Linked DNA regions of Mus musculus: region 2 is linked to region 1. Evidence: chromatin contacts called from public HiChIP or PLAC-seq data. All regions are on one chromosome and are shown on one strand. The core of a region is the stretch at or near the end of the contact, and the rest is flanking DNA. Distances in the headings are between cores, read along the strand shown. Region 1 overlaps Plekhh1 (pleckstrin homology domain containing, family H (with MyTH4 domain) member 1). Region 2 holds the start of 9230116L04Rik (RIKEN cDNA 9230116L04 gene).

The links. HiChIP or PLAC-seq counts read pairs in DNA pulled down with a chosen protein or histone mark.
Region 2: an H3K4me3 HiChIP or PLAC-seq map of intestinal villus epithelium shows a contact between it and region 1, with 6 read pairs. The contact joins the promoter of 9230116L04Rik here to the enhancer-like site in region 1. A contact is called at or near these places in 2 of 15 datasets of contacts at CTCF or cohesin (the NIH/3T3 cell line and large pre-B cells), 3 of 484 Hi-C or Micro-C datasets (bone marrow-derived macrophages, nephron progenitors and visceral endoderm), 10 of 115 datasets of contacts at active chromatin or transcription factors (embryonic hindbrain, embryonic stem cells, extraembryonic endoderm stem cells and 3 more) and 3 of 9 other capture datasets (adipose tissue, liver and pancreatic islet).

What each region holds. Positions count from the first base shown.
Region 1 is chr12:79,036,630-79,043,349 of GRCm38.p6, reverse strand. Plekhh1 (pleckstrin homology domain containing, family H (with MyTH4 domain) member 1) reads right to left here. Exons shown (of 29, transcript NM_181073.3): 2 at 2,688-2,858. The coding sequence starts at 2,810. Among named protein-coding and RNA genes, the nearest start is that of Plekhh1, 11 kb to the right of the region's middle. Within about 2 kb of position 1,784, at least 46 of the 459 cell types and tissues checked have an H3K27ac peak or open chromatin away from gene starts, as enhancers often do. A contact at or near this core is called in extraembryonic endoderm stem cells, intestinal crypt epithelium and intestinal villus epithelium, where this site is marked.
Region 2 is chr12:79,101,672-79,107,768 of GRCm38.p6, reverse strand. 9230116L04Rik (RIKEN cDNA 9230116L04 gene) reads left to right here and starts at 3,830. Exons shown (of 3, transcript NR_110486.1): 1 at 3,830-3,988.

The DNA.
Region 1 (6,720 bases), core at 535-3,034:
GAAGACGGAGATGTTTAAGTTCTGTAGCCTGTTCTCACTCCTCGTGGTCTCCAAATCTGCAGCTTCACCTCTCTTTTCAAGCTGTTTGTAGGTATGAGCTTTTCAAATAACGCCTCTCTCCACGTTCCTCTCCATGGCTGTGAGGGAGCGTGATCTGGAACAGACAGGTTCTCAGCATCCTGCATCCACATCCTGCTGTATCGCGCCACACACAAGGTACTAGGTTTGATCCCTTGTAATAGGCACACAGCCCAACTTCCGGTGCACAACCAGATATTTAATCTATCCACTAATTTCAATGAGGAGACTTTCTCAAAGGTCTATCTGGCTTTTAAAGTCAGTCTGGTCTTTTGGATACAGTGTTGTTCTTGTCTCAAGTCTTCAGTTTCTTTATTCCATCATCAGTAGTTTTTAATGAACTAACTTACAGTCTCTTGTCCACAGTTGTATCATTAGAAGTCCAACTGTCTCTTGCATAGGTGAATTCCTACTAACTACAGATTACCCCACCCCCACCCCTGGCACTAGTCATTTTGAGTTTTATGTTCATCTTCACTAAATCTGATTCCTGGGGACCTGCAGTGAAGTCTTGTTTCTCCAAAGCATTGAGTCTGTTCCTACAAGTTTCTCCTGTGTTACCCACCCCTGACTCAGAACTCAGGTTCTTGAATCACACAGCTGTACAAATCCAACTGTTAAAGCATTGTTCTTCCCAGAGCCTTCTGTCTGAGACGCTCCCGGCACCTCCTGCATCTCCTGCATCTCCTGGTGCTGGTGGGTGATCTTCTCGCATTTCCATTTGTAAATAGTCCAGAGTACACAGGAGATTCTGGGTTATTTTTTAGCTCTAAGTAGCCAAACCTCATCTGACTCCACAGATGTAAAAACTCCAACCTGAAGCCCAGTGTGACCACCAGGGAGGCTAGCCACCTACCCCATTTCACTCCTGCTTTGTCTCTTTGTCCCCTTTCTGGGGAGGGGTCTTGCTGTGTTCCAGAGCTATTTATCTCTCATTCCTTCAGAGTTTCCATGGGCTCCATTCGAGGTCCTCTTGTTTTATCTGAGGCTATTTCATTGTAGTACTTTTATTTCAGAAGTCTTCCCCCTGAGATGTGTTCCAGCCCACTTGGCTGAGCAGAGCCCCTTATAGTCTCTTTCCCTCATTCCCTCCCCCAACACCACAGGCTAAGGCAAGGTCCTCAAACTTTACCGACAAAACCATTCTAGGAGCCTGTTAACCAGACATTAACAGCACTCTGAAGGCTTAAGACAGGAGGACTGAGCAACCCAAGAACAGACAACCCACTGGGTGGTTCTGGGAAAGGGGTTCTGACCACGCCATCCTTAGACCCACTATCCTTTCCCTGAGGCGGCAGTACCCGCTGGCATCCACAGGAACCCTACGCTGTCTGAACTAAGAAAGCAATGCCAACAGACTCAAGCAAGTTCAAGAGTTCAAGTCCAATCTAGTTCAAGGCCACGCCCCAGCCATGGGAATGCCAAAATGACACTACCCACTTGCTCCCCAAACTCCAGGCTGCAGAAGCACCAGAGGGAGCTGGTTATTTGTTCCATTCTTTCCAGCTTTACTAATCAAGGCTTGGACCTTACTTATAAGGGTGAGCTGGGCCTTACCTTTGTACCAAGAAAGGATTAGCTAAGTACACTGACACTATAATCAGAACCATCAAGAGAACAGTTAGCTGAGTCATCCCCTGCTGTGTACTCACACAGATACATTTTAACTGCAGCTCTCCACTCTCTGAACAGGTTATACCTGTGAGAGTCAGCCACTTGATGTCCCTTCCCAGAGACATGTGACAACAGTGCTCAGTGTTGCAGACCAGCCTACCTAAGCTTATAAAGATAGCACACCTGTTCACATTACTTAATTTGTGTCTGAACTCTTACATAAGTTATCAGATACATCTCAAAATAGCTCAGAGATATAGAACACCCTGGCCTGAGAGGTGGAAGTTCATAGAGCCAGGCATGTCTTTTTCCAAAGCTTATTTGTTGTCCCCAGAAAATCAGGCACTTTCTGAGGCTCTCCTGATAATAAGGGATGGGCAGGAGGGTGGGGACTCCCATTGTACTCCTAAAGTGCCGTCCAGCCCCAAAAGAGGATAAAGTGTTAACAGCAGTAGTAACAGCAAGAGAAATGATGAGAAAGATAAGCCACTGCGGCTCAAAGCGACAGAGAACCCAGAAGACCTTATCGTTTTTTAAATTTTAATTGTTTTTGACAACCTCATTACATAGCCCAGGTTGGCCTTGAATCCTTCAAAGATGGGAGTGGCCTTGAACTCAGTGAGCTCTGCGGGCCTCTGCTTCCCGACTGCTGGAATTAAAGCTCTGCTACACCATGCCAGCTCAACTGTATCATTTGTCCATGCCTGGCACCTGAGGTGGCAGAGCCAGGAGAAATGTCACATGACAGCTTTTGAGTTTTCATTTTTCATGAAAAATGTAGCAAAGTCTTAGGGAGGGAGGGAAGGTGGGAGAGAGGGAAAGAGGGAGAGAAAGAGAGAGAGAGAGAGAGAGTGTGTGTGTGTGTGTGAGTGTGTGTGTGTGTGTGAGTATGTGTATGTGAGTGTGTGTGTGTGTGAGCGTGTGCGTGAGTGAGTGTGTTCTGCCTGCCCCTGCACTGAGGATGTGAGGGAACTACCTGCTCTCCAGGGACTCACCTTGTCAGCCAGCAGCTCCCTTATCTTGCTGGCCTGAAGGCGGAAGCGGAAAAGCTGTGTTTCCAGGGATAGGCATCGCTTCTGCCAGTCTATGCTGGCCACCTCCACCTTGACTTCTGCCATGACGGAACCAACTTCCAAATACTCCCGGGAGCTCCAAGATCCAGCACACTGAAAATGGAAAGATAAGAGTCTGAGGAGGAGGAATGTGCGGGAAGGAGAAAAGGAGGGCAAAGGGCAGAGAAAACAGGGTGGGGACGAGGGTGGTTCCAACTGTCCCTACGGTGTCCCCTTCTCTCAGCCCAGGGCATCCAGCACCAGGAGCAGGTGGCTGAGCAGCATCTGGACAAAACCCAAGACGCCTTAAGAAGAGCTTGCTTTCTGCTGACTGTTGCCTGTTGACTGTTTTAATATATTATAGTAAGTGATGCTTATGAAGAGTTTCAGGCCTTAGATTCTTTTAATTAGCATATGAAGCATTAGGTCTTATTGTGGTATTTTCAAATGGAAGTTGTTCTTGTCTACTCTCCTCCTCCACCCCACTGCCCCACTTGGACTGACAGGCACCATCTTCAATCTCCTGTCGCATGCTCTCTTGCCCACGCCACCTTCCTCAGCACCGCTCTTCCCTCTCTTGTTCCCTTTCTGGTTTCCCAACTGTTGTTACTCAAACTCTCTCCTGGGGAGATGTAAACAATGGCCAACTCCCTCCTTACAGGGCACCAACCGCAAACCAAAGATAATTCCACCAGAGTCCAACCTGGGAGACCAGTGAGTGTAACAGGCTGACTCACAGAGCTCGGGGAAAGGACACTTATAGGACCCTGGGTGACTGCAAAGCCGTTTCATGCAGCAGGGATGAGCTTCCCCTACAGCTGCATAGACGGCATCGCCTCACTCTGACATTCCAGTGTATATACTCTAGCCCCACAAGGTCATGTGAAATGAGGGCAGGGGCAGGAGGTGAGACAGAGCTTCAGGGATCTCAGGGGAGGGTCCAACCCCTCCTTCTAGGTGGGAACTTTAAAAGTCAACAAGCCCAATCTAGGGCTGGGGTGGGGAGAGAGCTTGGGGGGGGTCACTTGCAAATAGTCACAGCTGTTGTAGTGAAATGAAGGCTATTCAACCTGGATGATGGGGGTCCTACAAGAACCTATAGCCACTCTTGCTCAAAACCTACACACACACACACACACACACACACACACACACATACACACACACTGAAAGCTAAGATCCATAAGTGAGATAAGAAGAGGTAGAGTCTTTCTGAAATGAGGTCACCTTGTTTAATATAATAATTTCCAGATTTATCAGTTTTTCTAAAGATTTCACAGTTACATTCCATAGATCTATCACCCAGCTTCCCAAATCACCAGTGGTTAGGGCTAAGGTGTAGCTGAGAGGCAGGGAGGACGCCTAGCATTCCTGAGTCTCTAGGACACATGAAATCATGAGTTCAATTTCCAGCAACAAACACACATCTGTTACTATACTTTTTTGTCTTTTGAGACAGGGTTTCTCTGTATAGCCCTGGCTGTCCTGGAACTCACTCTGTAGACCAGGCTGGCCTTGAACTCAGAAATCTGCCTGCCTCTGCCTCCCAAGTGCTGGGATCAAAGGCGTGCGCCACCAGTGCCCAGCTCACAGTTACATTCTTATTTACAGATGAACAAACCTCCACTTGGCATACGTCATTTCCATTATCTACTCACTGGCTGAAGATTCAGGCTGGTTCCATTCCTTTGTATTAAGAACAGTATAATGGTAACACGGATGACCAAGTGTGCCTGTGGTAGGATATGGAGTCCTTTGGGAATATGCCCAGTAGTAGTACAGCTGAGTCATTTGAAAGTTATACTCTTAATTTTTTTATGACATTTAAAAAAATAACGTGACTGCAATTCGTGGTGTCCATATACTTTTGAAGGCGTGGTGTCCATCCCGCCCTCAAAATGAATTGACTCTCCCTCCAGAAGCCTCGACAGTCCATAGCTCCTCCTCCTCCGGTAGGGGTGGAGGTCCATGAACACCTTCCCTGTTTTTAATTTCTTAAACTTCTATAGTAATCTCTATGTCACACTAGTTTACATTTACATTCCTATTAGCAGTGACTCCCTCCTCCTCCACATCCTCGCCAGCATTTGCTGTCACCTGCTTTCTGGATGGTAGCTATTCCTACTGGATAAGAAGTGAATCATGGGGCTCCCCCTTGTTTTTCATTTAACTGTCTGCTCATCTGCCGTATTGTATTGTCAGATCCCATTCTAGGCTCTGCTGTTGAAGGAGAGGTCCCTGCCTTGAAGTTTTCCATTATAACACATGTGCCATCGATACGCTGGACAAACAGAAGCAGGGAAAGGGGGTGGGGGCCTTGGTGTTTAAGAAAACAGATTCCTCTAAAGTGAGCCACACAGTTAACTGGAAGCAGAGCTCTGTCTGGTTCCTGCTTTGGTCCTGACTCTATCTCTGTTGGTGTCAGATGGGCTGAGAGTGGACAAGAAATATGCTCAGGGTTTCCTTGACACTTTGCTCTTTAGCTGGGATCTTGCCGACTGTCATTGGATCATCTTGACTGGAAACAAACTCTCCTCCCCTTCATGTCACAAGATGCAACCCAGAAGACTTCTAGATGTTTTGCTCCAGACTCTGGTGAAAGCCATCTTTCATAACCCTAGCCAGGGGAATTTACCCAGAAGCCCCTTACCTGTAGTTTAGACAAGAAAAAAACTGGGTCAAGGTTGAGAAAGGAAGCAGGCATGGGTGTGCCTGAGCACGGAGACAGAGAGTGAGCAGGAGAGGAGAGCTGGAGGGGGCCATCAGAATCAGGACTTGCAAGTCTCCCAGGCAGCAAGCTGGTACCCTCAGCTGCAAGCATAAAGAAAGCCTGGACCAAACCATGGTCCAAGGCCACCTGAATACCAAGTCACTTTAAGAAAAGTGTTAAAGCCAGATTGACCATGGTGGTGCACACCTTTAAAACCAGCACTCAGGAGGCAGAGGCAGGCAGACGGAGGCCAGCCTGCTCTATACACTGAGTTCTAGGACAGCCAGAGCTACACAGAGAAACCCTCCCTATCTCAAACAAAACAAAACAAAACACCTGCAACTGTTAATAGTTCTAAGTAGATAGTATTCTTTAATATCACCTGTTAAGTATTACAAATGATTTGTAGGGAAAATGATAAAATATCTTATGGTGACAGAGTGAGTTAAGAACATGTCGAATAAGATGTTAGAATAGTGACAATTTGGGCTGAAGGGACAGCTCAGCAGTTAAGAACACTGACTTTTTCTGGAGGACCTGGATTTAATTCCCAGCACCCACATGGCAGCTCCTATCTGTAACTCCAGCTCCAGGGCATCCAAGTCCTTCTTCTGGCCTCTACTGATGCCTGAGCTTAGAGACAGAGGCACAGGGTGACATGAATGAGGTGCAGTCTCGCTCGCAGGCAAAACACCCATATACATAAAATAAAGTTTAAAAAAATACAACTGTGACCCGAACAAGGAAACAGCTGTGGACATGCTAACACGGAAGGGGGAGAGCTCATGAGGCCTCAAGCCTAGACATTGTGAGAGCTGGAGAAATAAATAATCTTTCCCAGGAAAGAGCACACTAACTGGCTATCCAATACCAAATGGTCAGCCCTGAGAACATAGACATATAAGTAACATATGGACTGAGGAGGTTATGTTTATAATAGAGAGAAATATATATATATATACATATATATATAAAATCAATGATGGGTGGTAGCAGTGCTCGCCTTTAATACCAGCACTTGGGAGGCAGAGGCAATAGGATCTCTAGGAGTTCAAGGCCAGCCTGGTCTACAGCATGAGTTCCAAGACAGCCAGGGGTACACAGAGAAAGCCCATCTCAAAAGACAAAAATAAAAATAAAAAAGTATAGTAACAGATGTGTGTTTGTTGCTGGAAATTGAACTCATGATTTCATGTGTTCTAGAGACTCAGGAATGCTAGGCGTCCTCCCTGCCTCTCAGCTACACCTTAGCCCTAACCGCTGGTG
Region 2 (6,097 bases), core at 2,581-5,080, 62 kb before region 1:
ATGGATGGCACACAAACTGTGGAGAGCCCCATAACATTCGCCATCACAAGATGGCGCCAGCTTCCGCTGTGCCAGCTCGACAAGCCGTGTGCGCATGTGCAAGAGTGTGTTCGCGCCAAGTCATAGCCCACCCCGGGGCGTGTCAATGAGATCATGGGTAAGCGACCAGTCAGGCATGGACACACCACGCTAGGGTGTATATAAGCAGCGCCTTTCTGGGGCTTGGGGTCTTCCTCTTCAAGATGCAATAAACGTTTTGCTGCAGAAGGATCCTGGTGTTCCGTGTGCATTCTTGCTGGCGAGCTGATAGCGCGGGACAACAAACCTATATGCAGGCACTCACACATCTACATAAGATAAACATTCATAGCCATACAGGGTACAATATATTTCTAATCCTAGTACTTGGGAGGCAGAGGCAGGTGGACCTCTAAGTTCAAACTGGTCTACATATAGAGTGCCAGGACAGCAAGGTATGAATACAGAGAGAGAGACTTTATTTCAAAATACATAAACAAATAAAAATAAAATAATTAACATTATTATTATCATTACTATTGTTATTATTATTATTGGTGGTGGTGGTGGGGTGTGTGTGTCTATGTGTATGTGTGTGTATGTGTTTCAATGTGGGCACAAGTGTCCCACATGTAATTGTGGAGATCAGATGACAACTTTCAGGAGTATTTTCAATCTTTCCACCATGGAATCAAACTCAAATCATCTGGCTTTCATACTGCACCTTTATCCGCTGAGCCGGCTCACCAGCCCAACTTTCCCAGACTTTCCAGCACAATCTTGAATGATAACATTAGTTTCTGGGGCTGGAGAGATGACTCAGCCGTTAAGAGCACTGACTGCTCTTCCAGAGGTCCTGAGTTCAATTCCCAGCAACCACATGGTAGCTCACAACCAACTGTAACAGGATCCAATGTCCTCTTCTGGTGTGTCCGAAGTCAGCTACAGTATACTCACACATATATAAAATAAATAAAATCTTTAAAAGCAAAACAAAACATTAGTGTCTGCAAGAGCCCTTGAGACTGGATGTATGTCTAGAAGTGTTGACTTACATCAGGCAAGTCCTCTTGAATCCAAACCTATACTTCAGATAAAAGACTTAGAGACCATATTTCAAGAGAGAAAATAACACACACACACACACACACACACACACACGCACGCACACACACACACACACACACACACACACACACACACACGGTGCATTGGTGTTTTGCCTGCATGTATGTCTATGTGAAAGTGTCAGATTCCCTGAAACTGGAGTTACAGACAGTTGTAAACTGTCATGTGGGTGCTGGGAACTGAACCTGAATCCTCTGGAAGAACAGTCAGTGCTCTTAACCACTGAGCCGTCTCTCCAGCCCATCTCTTGATCATCAACCTCCCACATTCCAAACATATTTCATGATTAAAAATTATTTTCTGACCAAAAAAGGGGGTGGGGGGACAAAAAATTATTTTCCATAAAGTTGTAATTTGCTAAGTCTCTAGACAAATATTACTCAGAATGATCCCAACTTTCCTGTCCAAATGAGGTTTTCACAGACTGGGGAAATGCTTGTCCTGGGGCTGCTGCAACTGAGATCTGGGACCTCTGACAAAGGACTGGCAAAGGTTGACATGTCTTACCAGTCAGCATCCTAGAACCCTGCTGTGAGAACCAGTGCTGGTTAGCTTTTTAACAACTTGACACAAACTAGATCTAATTTGGAAGAGGAACCCTCAGCTGAAGAAATGACTATCAGATTGCCCTATAGACAAGTCTGTGGGTGTCTTAGATAGGGTTTTACTGGTGGGAACAGACACCATGACCTAGGCAACTCTTATAAGGACAACATTTAATTGGGGCTGGCTTAAAGGTTCAGAGGTTCAGTCCGTTATCATCAATGTGGGTGCATGGCAGCATCCAGGCTGGTATGGTGCAAGAGGAGCTGAGAGTTCTACATCTTCACCCGAAGGCTGCTAGTGGAAGACTGGCTTCTAGGAAGCTAGGACAAGGGTCTTAAAGCCCAAACCCACAGTTGACACACCTACTCCATCAAGGCCACACCTATTGCAACAAGACCACACCTGTAGATAGTGCCACTCCCTGGGCCAAGTATATATATATATATATATATATATACAAACCATCACAGTGGGGCGGGGAGTTTTGTTTGTTTTGTTTTAAATTAATGATTGCTGTGAGATCTATGGACTGTGACCTCCTCCTGGCAAGTGCTCCTTGAACGAGCCCATGCAAAGGACGTCAGTGAGCACCATTTCTCTGTGGCCTCTGTGACACTTCTGGACTCCAGGTTCTTGTCTCGAATTCCTGCCCTGATTCCTTCAATGATAAACTGTGTCGGCCTAGTAACTCTTTCTTCCCCTATTTGCTTTTGGTCAGAAATTTTTATCATAGCAATAGAAAGCAGAGTAGGATGAGGGGAAACTAATTCTTTGGTTAAAGGGGATCCGTTGATAACTCCAGACTCCTATAATTAGGAAGCGTGGAAGCACAGGGGAAGAGCATGGGGGTTGGTGCTGGCTTTGCAGACTGACTGATTTACAATTCCCAACAATCTAATACCTCTTTTTTCTTAAGATTCATTCTATTTTTTAAAATGTTGCACAGGTATGTCTTTGTGTGGCTATGTGTGCATGAGTGCAGGTGCCTGGGAGGTCAGGAGTAGCTGTTGGATCCTCTGGAACTAGAGTTACTAGGTTGTGAGCTGCCTGACATGGGTGCTAGGACTCGAACTCAGATCCTTGGGAAGAGCAGGAAACACCCATAACTGCTGAGACATCTCTCCAGCCACCCCCACTTCAACATCTCTTCTTTTTTATGTGTATCTCTCTCTCTCTCTCTCTCCCTCTCTCTCTCTCTCTCTCTCTCTCTCTCTCTCTCTCTCTCTCTCTCTCTGTGTGTGTGTGTGTGTGTGTGTGTGTGTGTGTGTGTGTGAGTTTATGCCACATGTATGCATTACCAAAGGAAGCCAGAAGAGGGCACCAGATCTCTTAGAGCTGGAGTTACAAGTGGCTGTGAGCCACTAACGTGGATATAGAGAACTTGGGTCCTTCCGAAGAGCAGCAAGTGAGCCACCTCTCCAGAAGCATGATGTCAACTTACACAGACTTCCCTGAGGGTCCCTAAAACAAACAAACAAACAAACAATAGTAAAAAGCAAAACAAAATCAAAAATTATGTGAAGCTCTTGTCTAGCCTGTGTCTCAGCAGCCAGCAGAAGGCTAGAAACTCCAGACACATCATATACTCAGCAGCAATTCTGTGTGCATGTGTTCCAGTCTCTCGGGGGCTTTGTTTTAGCAAGAGGCTGCTCATCTGGTCCACTGGGGCCTTTGCTTTTCTAATTTTATTGCTTCCTTAGTCCTGGGACAACTCCCATCCAGGTACCTCCTGCCTGTTGTCACAAGTTTAAGGTTTTATAATCAGAATTATCTCTGCTTTTAAAGGAGAGACTAGAGAGGTTATTTGCAAAAACATATTAGCCATCGGCCAGCACAGCAACAAAGGTCTCTGGCTCAGTGTCTGAGGGTAAACTTAGGATCCTGCGTGTCACACCTTCTGCTCTCACTTCAGAAACATCTTACTTGAATGTTCAAATAAGGTCCCAAGTGGCTAATTGGACCTATGGTCAAAATAAAGTCTGGTTGCTATCTTCCAGATGGGGGTCACCCAGGTACTCTGTGTTCCTGGAATAATCACACACTGAACTTTGCCGCCCTTGCCTGGGGAATGTTCCTGATCCCACTGCCAAGGTAAACAACCTCCAGGAAGTCCCTTCTGCCACCTGTGCTCAACTTTCTTTTTTCACCCTGTGATGCAGGAGATGGAACTCAAGGCCTCCAGCATTCCGGGCAAGTTCTCTACTACTGAGTCAAGCCCCCTTCACCCTCTACCTCCCACCCCAACCTGTAGTCGATGCCAACCAATCAATGCATAGCTGAGAGAGTGGGAACCCAGGTAAGACATTCCCTGGCATAAGCCAGCCTTCCTCTTTGCTCCTTCAGAGCAACTCCTCAGCCACTTCTCTGAGTTTAATGCTTTTACATTAAACAATTGGGCAGTCATATTACACCTTAGGAATAAAAAAATAAAACCTTACCTTTTTAAATAAAAGCATTTTATTTTTTACTGATGTGTGTATACATGTTTATCACACATGTATGGAGACCCATGGAAGCCAGAAGAAGGTGTCAGAGCCCCTGGAACTGGAGTTACAGGCGGCCGCCTCACATGGGTGCTGGGAACTGAACTCACGTCTTCTGGAAGAGCATTGAGCACTCCTAACCACTGAAGCCTCTCTTCCAGTCAAAGGGCAAAATTACTTTTAAAAATTCTTCAAGTGTCCAGTTTGGTTTTTAACAATTTATCTCATCACGTTTTAAAATATGCAAATGCACTTTTAGCACCCATTATAACCATGAAACTAATTTTAAGCAACAAAAACCACACAAAACCATGGAGATCCTTTTGTGTTGGCCAACCACTTCTGGGCGTGGGGGCTGCCCTCGGGGTGATTGATAAATCCAGTGTGTTCTGTAGCACCCCACTGGAGGAAACTCCCCTCCACCAACAGGAATCAGTTTCAAATAGGTTTTGGTTAGAGATGGGGCCCTGTGTCAACTTATCCCTCTTAGTGCTGGACCACGTCTGGCTTGAACATGTGCTGTCCTGGCTTTGGTGAGTTCAGGTGTATTAAGCCAGGTCTAGCTTCATCTATCACCTCGGGCTCTTAGAATCCTTTCTCCTCCTCTTTCGAGGAACCTGAGCCTTGGGGGAAGAGTTTCAATGAAGACACCCTGGTTGAATGCTTGTCTCTTACTGCCTGTGCACTGTCTGGCTGTGGGCTCAGTATTAATTCCCGTCTCCTACAAGAAGCTTCTCTGGTGAGCATTGATTGGTGCCCCAGTCTCTGAGTATTTTGTTTGACATCCCCAGTCTTTCAGATCCAGTTTCACTTCCGGTTGAGTTGTCTTCTTTGATTTTATTTCTTTCGTAAATTCCACTTTAATGACTTGAATACACTTTACTCTTTCATTCAACTGTTTGCGCATTCAAAGCCTTCCTTCGGGCATCTGTCCATGTCTTCTTTAAGACCTCGAACACATTCATACTTGCTTTTTGAAGGTATTGTCTTGTGCTTCAGCTAGTTGCTGTCCTTGGGGCCTCTGGGGGAGGCATATTATCTTGTGTGTCCCTATTTGTGTTTCTGCACTGGGATGAAGGCATGTGGACTTAGAGCTGTGACGTGTTTCTGGCTTAGGTCTGGTCTCTTTGAGTGGGTTGATCATTCTTTGGTTGCTGTTACTCACTCAAGATTCTAGCCAAGAGTGATTGGTGGCTGTGGGATCCCTGGTAGAGAGTGTCTCTCTCTCTCTCTGTGCATCAGCTGGTGTCACAGAAGAATGGAGATGGGTTAGAAGGAAAGACTGAAAGGGCAACAGGGGGACCTGGGGTCTACATTAGGAAGCACAGTCCACAGGGGTTTAGTCAGAAAATGTTGCAGAATAGAAGTGTATCCAGGCAATTGGATACACCACACAATAGCAAGAGCAGTGAAGTTCAACCAGTGACCTAGCATTTTAAAAATAGAAGGCAACTATGTACTCCAAGTTCCAGTGAGAAAAACTTTCAGAGTGGTGCCCACACCTCTGATCCCCGCACTCAGGAGGCGGAAGCAGGTGAGTTCGAGGTCAGCCTGGTCTTAAGAACAAGTTCCAGGCTAGGCGAGGTGGCACACACGCCTTTAATCCCAGCACTCGGGAGGCAGAGGCAGGAGGATTTCTGAGTTTGAGGCCAGTCTGGTCTACAAAGTGAGTTCCAGGACAACTAGGGCTACATAGAGAAACCCTGTCTTGGAAAACAAAAGAATGAAGAAAGAAAGAAAGAAAGAAAGAAAGAAAGAAAGAAAGAGAGAGAGAGAGAGAGAGAGAGAGAGAGAGAGAGAGAGAGAGAGAGAGAGAGAAAGGCTATCATAGGAATACTAGCAAAAGGACAAAAAAAAAAAAGATTAAGAAGATACTGGTATCAAAGTACAAACAATTACCAGGTAAAAATACATTTGTTTGC